Regions from separate parts of the Sus scrofa genome. Here region 1 is linked to region 2. The links are chromatin contacts, called in public Hi-C maps. All regions are on one chromosome and are shown on one strand. Each heading gives the region's core, a stretch centred on a gene start, on an enhancer-like site or on the middle of the called end of the contact. The rest is flanking DNA. Distances are from core to core; before and after follow the strand shown. Region 1 holds the start of RANBP3L (ran-binding protein 3-like). Region 2 overlaps SKP2 (S-phase kinase associated protein 2).

Region 1 (6,504 bases), core at 3,964-6,463, 120 kb before region 2:
ATTACCTGGTGCAAATTAATTTGCTTTATTTTGAAACAACCCCAATTAATGTGTATTTACCATCAAAAGTTCCGCTTTTGTTTTTGTTTTGTTTTTTTGCCACACCTGCTGCATGTAGAGGTTCCCAGGCCAGGGATCGAACCTGTGCTGTAATTGCAGCCTGTGCCTCAGCTGTGGCAACACTGGATCCTTAATCCTCCGCGCTACAAGGGAACTTCCTCAGAGTTCAGTTCTGCTAGAAACCCATTGGCTCGGATGCCTGGGTAGTTCAAATACTTTAAGATGGAATTCAGACTCTGTAGAGGCATTTGCTCTTACTCAGATGGTGGATGTTACAGAACCAGGACCAGAACCACCATACTCTGGGTTTCCTTACCACTTAAACCAACAAACAGAATAAAACTCAGTGTTTTCTGACCTTTGATTTTATTGTGTTGTCTTTCCACTTTGCCTAGAAGACTTCAAAAAAGAGAAAAATGTAAAACTACAGAGATTAAATATCAGCATATAGCAATGACCAATTTCACCAATAATCAGGTAACTTTCTTACAGTCTCAGATACAGATAATCAATTCCTAAGTTCACAAATACAGGACCTCATTCTTTTGGGCTCTGGATGAAAAGACATGGGTTTATCCTGAGGCCAAGGCATGTTACTGACTGACTTGGACTCTGTTGACCTCCAGAGGGAGCCCTATAGCAGCCAAATCTGAGGCTCACCAGTGAAAGGGCCAAATTCGTTGGCCTGCTAAGGCAATGTTTAGGGAGTGTGGCAACATTCCTGATAACCAAGATTCAAATGTTGGCATTCAATGGTAGCAATTTCAGAATAGTGAGCATCTTTGATAAGTAAGCAAATTTGGTGCTCTACCAATGTAGCCTTCTGAATCTATGGGTAAGAGTAAGTATTCAAGCAAATCCATCTCAATACAACCAGCTGCATCTCCTATATTTCTACAAATAGCAATCATTAAGTCCAGCCAACTGTATACCTGGGAAATTGTTTGAGCTAAAAGCATATAGTAACATTGAGTAACATGACTCTGAAAAGCTTCAAAAGCCCACCTTGTGGTACTTTATGATGTACATGTTACATCAGCCATTGTGAGACCCTGAAACTCATCAGTCTCATCTACAATGTCTTTGGTGGAAGGAAGATTGATTTGGAAAAAAATCTATCCCTGGTTAATATATAGGAGCAAGGGATCTGTTATAAAAAATCAATAGAACCTCTAAAGTCTTTTTTTTTTTTTTTTTTTTTTTTTGTCTTTTTGCCTTTTCTAGGGCCCCTCCCACGGCACATGGAAGTTCCCAGGCTAGGAGTCCAACTGAAGCTGTAGCCACTGGCCTGTGCCAGAGCCACAGCAATACAGGATCCAAGACGCGTCTGTGACCTACACCACAGCTCACAGCAAAGCCGGATCCTTAACCCACTGAGCAAGGCCAGGGATCGAACCCGCAACCTCATGGTTCCTATTCAGATTCGTTAACCACTGCGCCACGATGGGAACCCCAAGAACCTCTAAAGTCTTAACATTAGTCCACTAGTTTTGAACTGCTATTGCGATTTAATAATAATTTAATAACTATTAACAATTTAATAATTCCTGCAGTGCTTTGGGCTCATCCCACAGCCTTATAGTTTTGGAGTTTGCATTCTGTTAAGGGTTTTTATCTTAAGCTCTGGGAATGAGAATGGTGAACACAGTACTACTGCTTCATATTTATCTAATACTTTCATCCAAACAGTCTAAAGAGCTTTAAGAGTAGGTAAACTTGTCAATTAGATATCATATTTATTTTTGCCACAAGGCAGGTTATTATTAAACAAGTACCTTACTTGTGAACTCATGTACAATGCATGTGTAATGTACAATGCTTTTTAAACATGGTTTATTTGAAAAAAGAAAATCCTCCTACAAACTTAGAACCATTTAGATTATAAAATTGATATTTTATGATTAGAATTTACAGTTCAGAAAGCTATGATTTCTAGTCATAAAATATCAATTTTTTCAGTATCACTTAAAAGTATTATCTGATAAGACTGACTGTTTATCTGCGACCTGCCATTCTACTCTGTCCTTCTGAGAGAACAAACACACAGGTTAAGCAGAAAGGATATGGGGAGCAGGAAGAACCCAGGCCAAGAAAACCAGTGGCACTGGTTTGGCATCACAGAGAAATGGTCAGGAAAACAGGCTGGCTTTCAGAGGCCTCTAATTCATTTTTAAACAAACTGCAAGTAAAAATGCCAAATATTATGCACCTGTTTCTTAACCCAACCCGACTTCATCTTTTGCATTCTGACTTCTTGCTTTTACTTCCCAACAAATAGCAAAGTACAATATGCCCATTGTGAACGATTAACTTGGTGATGTGTCTGAAAGGTAAGGGCTATGGCTTACTATGGCTGATACTTACTGTGGCTGATATATCTGGTGCTATTTTATATACTCCTGTAACACACTGCTTTCAGCTACCCTGGCTTATTTCCAATGGAAACTGGGGAGTCAAAACAGAGACTCCTCTGAGAGCAGAGTATAACTGAACATGCAGTGCAAGAGAGTGCTCTTGACTCAATCACAGGGCCACTGTGATTGATTCAATGAGGCACAACAGTGGGACACAGAGGAACCAGATAACAAGCCTTCCCGGTACCATCCCTGTACTTGCAGGTTGTGAAGGGAAAACCACTATGTTTAGCGAGTGTTGTTTGATTTCATCAGTCCTCAGGAAAGATAGAATGAATGAAATAGTGACACAAACCAGATCTGTTTAAGCAGGTTATGCTCGCTAATTTTGATAAGAGGACTTTAAAAACATATAGATTCCATGGGGGAAAAAAAAGTCAAACTCTGAGAAATGGAGCAGAATGTTGGTTGCCAGGGGTTGTGGAGTGTTAGTAGTCGAAGGGTACAAACTTCTAGTTTTAAGACTAACAAGTTCGGGGATCTAATTACAACATGGTGATTAGAGCTGATCGGGTTGTATCATGTACTTGAATGCTGCTAAGAGAGAGGAGATCTTAAAAATTCCCACCACAAAAAAGAAACGGTAACTATGTGACTGGATGGAGATGGTAGCTAACGCTCTGGGGGTAATCACTTTGCAATATAGAAACGAATCAAATCAACACGTGTGCCACCTTACAATTACACAATGTTGCATGTAATTACATCTCAATAATGTTGAAGGGGGATTACGTTAAAAAAAAAATACATATATCGATACCTCGCACCCTCAGATTCTGAAGTTTGGGCTCAGACTCTCTAATCCTGAGTAATTATGCTAGGCAACCGAGATTGAGAATTGAGGTAGTCAGCCTAGATTTTCAAATACACCTCCAAATTCTACTCAGATGTTTAGTTTTAAATCTATTTTTTCTCCTTAAGCTTTAGGCAAAGACAAAACAGGATACCTCTTCCTTTCCCAGGCCTTTATATTCACAGAGGGAGTGTTAAATACTTTCTCGTACTGCTTACCAAACATTTGTTTCATTTGACAAACGAAGACACAAACCCAGAGATGTTAAGGACCTAGTTCAAGGTTATGCAGTAAACTAGTTGGAGCACTGGGGCTAGAAGGCTGGCTGTTTTAGCCTCTACGGTCAGCTGACCATTCCTTTTCTTCTCTTTTTCCCCCAGCTTTACCTCCATCATAAGAAGGAAAAACAGAGGAATCTAGGGGATTTTTTTGGAATCACTAGATCCTACATTAGGGCCTATAATTTCTTATTATAAAATATTTTTTAAAAATCCATTTCTCGGAGTTCCCATCGGGCACAGTGGAAATGAATCTGACCAGGAACCATGAGGTTGTGGGTTCGATCCCTAGCCTCGCTCAGTGGGTTAAGGATCCAGTGTTGGTGTGAGCTGTGGTGTAGGTCGCAGATCTGTGGCTCTGGTGGAGGCCAGCGGCTGTAGCTCCGATTAGACCCCGAGGCTGGGAACCTCCATAGGCCCCTGGTGCAGCCCTAAAAAGACAAAAAGACCAAAAAAAAAAAAAAAAAAAATCCATTTCTCTCAAGGGCTGCCTTACAGTTTTGTGGGGTGTTTGATTTACTCATATAAATAATATGCTTAGTGAGGGCCCACAACTTGATAGACTCTGGATGGCTTTATGTAATTCAGGAAGGAGATACCTCAGCCTCTGACCATGACCGTCGTGAAGCAGAAGATAAATATCAGCCCTTCAAAGCAGAAATGATGGTTCTCTAATAACAGAAATCTCTTTCCAAGTAGCTTGAACATCTCTATACCCTGTTACTCTCTGAGGGACCTAAAAAACCACAATGGAGTGTTTACTAAAACAGTGAAAGCAGTATAATAAAAGTCATAAGAATTGTGAGAGCAGTGGCACATTTCACAAGAGTTAGCACAGCTCAGAGTAAACTTGGGAACTGTTAATTGCCTCAAAGTGAAGTGAGGATGCTCATCTGGATCTGGCTAGGAGGCAACTTTCTAGTTAGGGTGTCAAGTTTTGCACCAACTTCCAAATGTGCACAGGAAGCTGCAGGATCCAGAATTTGAGGCTAAACAGCTCTATCTCCTTCGTCCTTGCCCACCACTTCATTTCTTTTTTTTTTTTTTTTTTTTGTCTTTTTGCTATTTCTTGGGCCACTCCCGTGGCATATGGAGGTTCCCAGGCTAGGGGTCGAATCGGAGCTGTAGCCACCAGCCTACGCCAGAGCCACAGCAACTCGGGATCCGAGCCACGTCTGCAACCACTTCTTTTCTGAATCTACAAAGAGCTGTGAATCGTGAAGGGCAGGATCTATCAGCATTCATTACAACTTCAAAGGCAGCAGGCTTCCAGGTTCAATGAAAGGTGTTTAGGGGTTTTTTTAAGCAATAATGACATAGGCTATTTTTCAATGAAAAGTAAACTATTTTCTTTCTTTCTTTTTTTTCTTTTTGGGGCCGCACCTGTGGCATATGGAGGTTCCCAGGCTAGGGGTCGAATCGGAGCTGTAGCTGCTAGCCTATGCCACAGCCACAGCAACTCGTGATCTGAGCTGTGTCTGTGAACTACACCACAGTTCACGGCAATGCCAGATACTTAACCCACTGAGCGAGGCCAGGAATCGAACCTGCATCCTCATGGATGCTAGTCAGATTTTTTTCTGCTTAAAAAAAAAATAGTTTGGTGTGAACTCCCAAACTATTTTCAATATTTCAATGAAATGACCTATTTCAGAGCACACACACATACAGAAAACACTGGAAATAGCCTTGTCTCATGACCTAGAAGTAGCAATAGAGAATCTAAAGGGAAACAGAGATAGATCTCTGGAAAGATAAAGTTTAGTGTGTTTATTTTTCTTCCAGGGCTCCAGATAGTTGCCTTGGCAGGCAGACTGCTCTAAAACTGCCCCCCTTCTGAGGACTCAGAGGTGTTTACAGAAATCGAAAGTTCCAGCAGTACATTTCCATGAGCTCATTACCACTTCCTTTAGATTTTGCATGTACGAGGGAATATTCATGCAGTATAAACCCCTGCTTTGAGCTTTTGTTTTAATTACAAACAAAGCAGCACAAGTCAAATATGTGAATACTGCAACGTCAGAGCATCTTTTTAGAATCCTTGCTTTGGTCACTATTATTGAAAGCAACCCCAATGCCATTTCTTGCCTGTCTCTTTATGCTAATCGGCCTGGCCCACTCAGCTCCTCCCCCTTCCAGCCTCCCTTAAGAACTGTTCACTTTCAGCTGTCACGGAGGGTAACTTAAACCAGGCTTAGAATCACTTGATTTAACTCAGCAGCACTTTTTTTTTTTTTCTTTGTGTATGTATGACTCTAGCAGACATCTCTAAATACTCAGGACATTAGATTTCAAGTCCGCAGAGAGAGTCGAAAATTGCAAAACTGTAATCTGTTAGGAAGAGTTACTTTGCAGGATTTTATATTATAAGGGGGCATGTTTCAATGTGCTTTTAAATGGAAGAAGAATTAATTGTGCTTTTATCCAAATGAATTGGCATCTTTATATGCAGAAGAAGCTACAAGTTGGTAAACACATATTTTAAGAATCATGACTAGGAAACATTTGAAAATTCATTAGAGAAGTAAATATTTTTCCATGCAAGGACAGGATCTGCCTATACCTCTGTGGTTCTGGGTGTTGTGTGAAGACCACTGCAGGTGACTGGCCAAGGGAAGGAAATACCCTAGTGATACGGGAGCCACAGCCGTACTGCCAGCACCATGTCTACCATACAAAGCAAAGGCAGCAGCCACCTGTTCAACAGTTTGCACACCTGTAGATGGAAACTTCCAGAGGACCAGCAACATCAAGGTGAGTCAGGCTAATGGGTTGTGAGTTCTGTGATCTCTTGTGCATCTGCATACCTGGAAGGATGGTGGGCCGGGGAAGTACCTGGGGGATCTCTGTTGTGAAACGCTTTGTGATCTTAATATTTTTAAACTCTGAGAATAGATATAATAGTGATGCATAAGGGTGAGTTAACTTGGATTCAGCATCAGTTTTCAAAGGATCATGG
Region 2 (6,198 bases), core at 1,482-3,981:
AATTTCTAACTTAAGAAGGATAAAATGATGCTGATGGCTGTTTAGTTTTAGTAAACAAAAGATATTTATAAACCTTTTCCCAGGTTCACGCCTCTACCTCATCTACATGATCCTGGTTGCCTCATAAAACCTTAAATTCCTTAACTATAAATCCTCCCACAACAATTGTTGCTGCTTGTCTCTCCTAATCTCAGATCAGATTACTATCTCCAGCTTGGGTTTCTTACTTAAATGAGAACTATGGAATAATTGGAACGCTTGGATATACGATATCAGACCAGGGAAGGAGCAAGGGAATAAATATAAGGCTCCTGGTCTAAAGGTGAAAAATCCACAGTCTCCCAAGTACTTCAAAGCATTATCATTACGGAAGAAAGAACCTCAAATTTCAATTTCCCACTTCTGAGATAAGAAGTGAAAATTCTTGGGCCTTCTCGTTGCGGCTCAGCAGGTTAAGAACCCAACTAGTATCCATGAGGATGTGGGTTTGATCCCTGGCCTTGCTCAGTGGGTTAAGACTCTGGTGTTTCTGTGAGCCGTGGCATAGGTGGCAGATGCGGCTCGGATCTGGCGTTGCTGTGGCTGTGCTGTAGGCTGGCAGCTGCAGCTCCGATTCAACACAGAGCGTGGGAACTTCCCTATGCCAGGGGTGTGGCCCTAAAACAAACAAACAAAAACAGAAAGGAAAATTCTTTAGCAAAAATGACTTTCTGGAAATTCCAGCTGAAGATCCTAAGAATCCTTACTAGGTATTTCTTTCCATCAGTTGCTGCAATGACTGAAATTAGAAACAGTTTATCTTGCAAACTTTTAAGGACAGGGTACTAGCAAATTCATCTTAATGGAGTCACAAAGTAAACCAGTATACTCTTTATGTAATGTCTAAAGAAACATATCTTTTATCTTAAAGTTCAAGTCAGCACCTTTCTGTGGTCTGTTCTATTCTGGTGATCTGACTTGTCACTAAACTCCCTGATGCCTCTGTTTCCCTCATTTCAAGACAATATCTAAACAAATCAGTTACAATGCAGTGAGGGTTCACACCTAGATCTGTGACTTCCGGCTCACCCTTGAACCATCATTTCACACTGCCTGCAGATATTACTACGCAAGCACTGCCATCCCACTGGATAAAAATATTATAATGTGAGGGCTCACAGCTTCTCTTTAACCCCTGCTCAAGGGAAAGCATTTGGGTATTACCTGCTTTAACTCTCGAGAGAGAAAGAATAAAAGTAGGACGCATGGGTAGTCTCCTGAGAAAAGCAACCAAAAAAGGATGATCACTGCACTCCTCGGGGGCTCCACTGTCAATGAAGCTGGAGCCCAGATGGCAAGGACAGGAAAGGAGGGATGACAGAGCAACCTTTTTAGTGGACACTCCAGGCTCCAAGGACTTCTGGGTACTAGAAAATTCACATGGCAGATTTTTTTTTTTTGTCTTTTTAGGGCCACACTCATGGCATATGGAGGTTCCCAGGCAAGGGGTCGAATCGGAGCTACAGCTGCCGACCTACACCACAGCCACAGCCATGCCAGATCCGAGCCGCATCTGCGACACACAGGACAGCTCACAGCAACACTGGATCCTTAACCCACTGAGCGAGGCCAGGGATCAAATCCGAAACCTCATGGTTCCTAGTTGGATTTGTTTCCACTGCGCCACAATGGGAATTCCAGGAGATTTTAATAAGAGTTTCATGTACATGAGTTTGGCCTCTAACATATGAAAGCCCTGGAACTAAATACTGGCAATCCCTTTTAGGCAGTGCTTTTCCAAATGAGATAGCAGCTCAGACCCTGAGCCCTAAGATCAATTAAAGTGATTTATTAAAAAATATAATTACTGGATTCCCTAATTCTACTAGTTAACTCCATATAGCTGAAGGATCTGATTTATTCATTAATTTTTAAAACTAACTTACAAGCTCCAAACCAGTCAGGTGAGGACTAACTACATAAATTCTTTGTTCAAATTCACCACCCTTCTTTGGTATGAACCACAAGTCTGATTACCTTCATATGGAAAGGAAGCTTAGGTGAGGTCAGCAGCCCCACTCAGGGAATATTGGAGAGAATGAGAAAGGGGCCTCAGAACAAATCCAAGATGTTGACTTTTTTCTTTTCTTTTCTTTTTTTTTTAGGGCTGCACATATGGCACATGGAAGTTCCCAGGCAGGGGTCAAATCAGAGCTGCAGCTGCCAGCCTGCGCCACAGCCACAGCAACACCAGATCCAAGCTGCCATTTGCCACCTATGCTGAAGCAATTCTTAACCCACTGAGCAAAGCCAGGGATTGAACCTGCATCCTCACAGAGATTATGTCAGGTTCTTAACCCATTGAGTCACAATGGAAACTCTCCCAAGATACTGATTTCTTACGGTTTTCAATAAAATTGCAATATACTTATATTTAACGTGGGAGGAACTTTCCAGCCCTTTGAAATACAGGAAAACTTTTGGAAATGAGAGAGATGATATTATTCCCAGGATGGCTTGAGAATAACAATAATAGCACTTCTTAAAAGGAAGCCGGACCAGATTGCTTTTTTCTGTGCACTTCCTTGATTTTGTGGAAGTTGCTGAGCCGATACAAAATTAACCCCTGGAAGAACTACTATATTAGATACAGACTATTTTGTACCTGTCCAGGAGACCCAAGCTGTGGACCCAGCTCAGCTATTAACTCAATATTTAGCTTTGGCTAAATTGCTTCACTCTTTTGAACCTCACCACCCTCCACCCCCACTCCCCGCCACACCACCGCCTCCAGCTCACTTCAAAGAAAGCACCACTCTTACAATATTTACTAGTTAAATACTTCTATTTTTCCCATTCCCTGACCATCCAGGATAGACACCACTAGAAGACTGCAGAACTTCTCTAAGCTCAGATGAAGGGTTATGGAATTAACTGCAGTTGATTTGAAAAAATTCAGAAACACACACACAGTCTGCCTCTCTATTAAAATCTGAGCTTCGTGGGAGTAAAGGCTCTCTTCCTCTTTTGCAAGTACTAGTACAGTCTTCTAATATTTAAACCTGCTCCCAGCTAAATAAAGGTTTATTGACCTACTTCAATCAATTCAACTTTGCCAGACATTTTAAGGAAAAAAAAATCTGCCCTGGTTTTGCTAGTCTTTCCTCACTAGTTTGCGGTACTCTAATTTGATGTTTAAGTTGTAAACATCTGTTGTTAATAACACAGGGACAACTCTTTACACCAAGTGACACCTCTTTCCATCCTTGCTTTAAAAAATAAAGATACTTACAGTAAAGTTTCGGGTATTATGTCATAGCATCGACTGAGGGATAGGTGTTGGAGGTAGTTGAGCTGGTAAAATTCCTGAAAGCAGTCATTCTTCAGCATGACACTGTCACTGTAACAGAGTAGGAGAAAAAAGTCAAAATCTATCCATCAGTCCCAGAGGGAGAAGACAGGAACAGTCTCCTGCTTGGTTCCTTTGATTCAACACATTGAGATCCTTTCCTCATTCAATAAGGAATCATGATTTTTCAGCTTCTGCTCTAAGATAAATAAACAAAAAATACCTTAAATCTAGGTGGACCAGATTGGGACATCTTCCAACTAAGGTGGAGACATCTAGAAAAAAAAATATGGTCACTGTCAAATGAGGAACATGACAAGGATATCTGCTGTCAACACTTCACTTAACACTGTGCTAGGATTCGGAACAATGCGTTACAGTCACACACTATGAGGACAAATAAACAAAATTATCATCGTGGCATATAAGACTTTCCACCCAGAAAACCCAAGAGACTCATCTGAAAAACTACTGGAAACAGTAAGAGAACTAACTGTGTAAAAGGCCTGGTTAACAAACACCACAGCTTCTCTAGATGTCTAGCAATAGCTGCCTAGAAATATAATAGGGAAAAAAAAATCCCCATTTACTACAGCAAAAAGCAAAACCAAACACCACAATATATAAACAAATAACATATATGAACAAACAACATATCACAAAGGTATCATTCAAAATCAGTGAGTGAAATCAGGGATTTTAAAAAAATAATATGGCCACTACCACTGGAAAAAATTTATGTTTCCAATTCAAATAATACATCCAAATAAATTCCACATATATTAAAAACTTCTAAAGGCACAAATGTGGGTAAGTATTCACTGGATCTTGGGATAGGTATGGAGTTTCTAAACAAAAAAGAAAACATTAAGGGAACACTGATAAATAACTAAATAAAAATGTAAAAACTCTACCATGTTAAAGCAAAATAGCACACAAGTAGAATTAACAAAGTAAGAGAAAACGGAGAATAAACGTTTCCAACATACATTTAGCAGAGAGCTAATGGTCTTAATATGCAGAGTATAAAAAAAGACAAACAATAGAACATGGGCAAAGAACACAGATACCTTTTATAAAATACAGAAATAATGAAAATGGAGCAAGAAATGGGAAATAAAATCAAAATATTACTCTTCTGCTATCAAGTGGAAAAAACTCTATTATAATAACCCAATTGATGAAATATAATATAGCAGGTACCTCATATACTAAAAGTGGATATCTAATTTTACACAGCCTTTCAGAAGAACTGGTTTTTTTGTGAGGATGAATGGATTTGTTTTAAGTGTTCAGGACATTACACACTTTACTCTCTGGCCAGTAATTCCACTTTTAGAAAAATAATTAGAGATGTGCATTAAATAATTAGAGATGTACATTAAAATAGTCATTGTAATGAGTGTTATAAAAGCCCTTCCCCCCAATTAGTTTAAGGGGTCAAACTTTATCCATTCTACGGAACACGATGCTAACAACAGCTACTAAAAAGCTTTTGAATAACATTTCATGACATGAAATAATACTCAGTATATACCGTATGGTGAAAACAAGACAAAACATATACAATGCATTACAATCTCAATGTGGTTCAAACACACAAACTCACATACCCGGAGACAGAGGGTGGGGTTGGAAGGCTGAAAGGAAATACACCCAAAGGTTGACGCCATTACCAAAGGTGGTGGGATCGGAGATAACTTTTCAGAATTTGGAAAAAATCATACACGGTCGTTGGTAAGCAGAAAATGAATCAGTTACGAGGCATTTACTTTAAAAAATATAGACGATTCTATTAATATTTGAGGGTTTTTCTTGCCTTCTCACAGCTCCACCTTCAGCTCCATCCCTTCCCCTAAATCCTAGACTTGCATTTCCAACCTTCTCCTCAACATATCCACTGGGCTATATGACAGCTACCCAGGCTTTTTTTTTTTTTGGGGGGGGTCCTTTTGTCTTTTAGGGCTGCACCAGCAGCACATGGAGGCTCCCGGACTAGGGGTCAAATTGGAGCTGCAGCCGCCCGCCTCCACCACAGCCACAGCAATGCAGGATCTGAGCCTCGTCTGTGACCTACACCACAGCTCACGGCAATGCTGGATCCTTAACCCACTGTGCAAGGCCAGGAATTGAACCCTCGTCCTCATGGATGCTAGTCGGGTTTGCCAACCACTGGGCCATGACGGGAACTCCAGCTATCTCAAGCTTATGCCTGACACCAGATACTTGATTTCTCCCCTAAATCTGCTCCTTCCCTAGTCTTCCCAACCTTAGTAAATGGGAACTACACTGATTCCGCTGCTGTCGCCAAAACCCTGTGAGGCATACTTAACTGTTTGCTCACATCCCACACCCAATCTGTCACCAAATCCTGTTAGATCAGCTGTCAAGACGTGTCCCACGTCGGATCATGTCTTAACTTCCTCACGTGTTACCACCCTGGTCTCCAGCAGCCTTTTCTCAACCCAGCACCAGAACAAGATGTTTCAAAGAAAAAGTCAGATCATTTTGTCCCTGCTCAAAACAACTGAATGGCTTCTCATCTGACTCAGGAAAAAAAATTGCAACAGAGCTTTTGTTTTGGCTTAGAGAGCCCTGGGTCATCTCATCTCTTACCACTGCCCTTGCCTCCTCTCCCACCCCGGCTCCCATGCCCAGAGGGGAAAAATCTCAAACATTAATAACGTGTGTCTGTTTTAAGAAATAAATAACAAGAATTGATTCATTGGCTGATTGCAAAACCACTTGCTGGTCCTTGGTTCTGGGATGTTCTTTCTTTACATATCGACGTGGCTCATTCCTTTACTCCTTCAGGTCTGCGCTCGAGGGTCACGTCTTCAGGGAGGCCTTCTCTTGGACCAGTCCAGCTG

What was found. Hi-C and Micro-C count contacts between places; a contact is called where the count stands out from the background.
Region 1: a contact with region 2 is called in a Hi-C map of liver, with 2.2 times the contacts expected there. The contact joins the promoter of RANBP3L here to the enhancer-like site in region 2. A contact is called at or near these places in 1 of 5 promoter capture datasets (liver), 16 of 47 Hi-C or Micro-C datasets (alveolar macrophages, embryonic fibroblasts, fetal heart ventricle and 9 more) and 2 of 2 datasets of contacts at active chromatin or transcription factors (alveolar macrophages and skeletal muscle).

What each region holds. Positions count from the first base shown.
Region 1 is chr16:21,611,098-21,617,601 of Sscrofa11.1, reverse strand. RANBP3L (ran-binding protein 3-like) reads left to right here and starts at 5,213. Exons shown (of 16, transcript XM_021076595.1): 1 at 5,213-6,299. The coding sequence starts at 6,209.
Region 2 is chr16:21,491,399-21,497,596 of Sscrofa11.1, reverse strand. It overlaps SKP2 (S-phase kinase associated protein 2), which reads right to left. Exons shown (of 10, transcript NM_001171755.1): 8 at 3,552-3,603; 9 at 3,272-3,379. Among named protein-coding and RNA genes, the nearest start is that of SKP2, 31 kb to the right of the region's middle. Within about 2 kb of position 2,731, at least 3 of the 83 cell types and tissues checked have an H3K27ac peak or open chromatin away from gene starts, as enhancers often do. A contact at or near this core is called in fetal liver and liver, where this site is marked.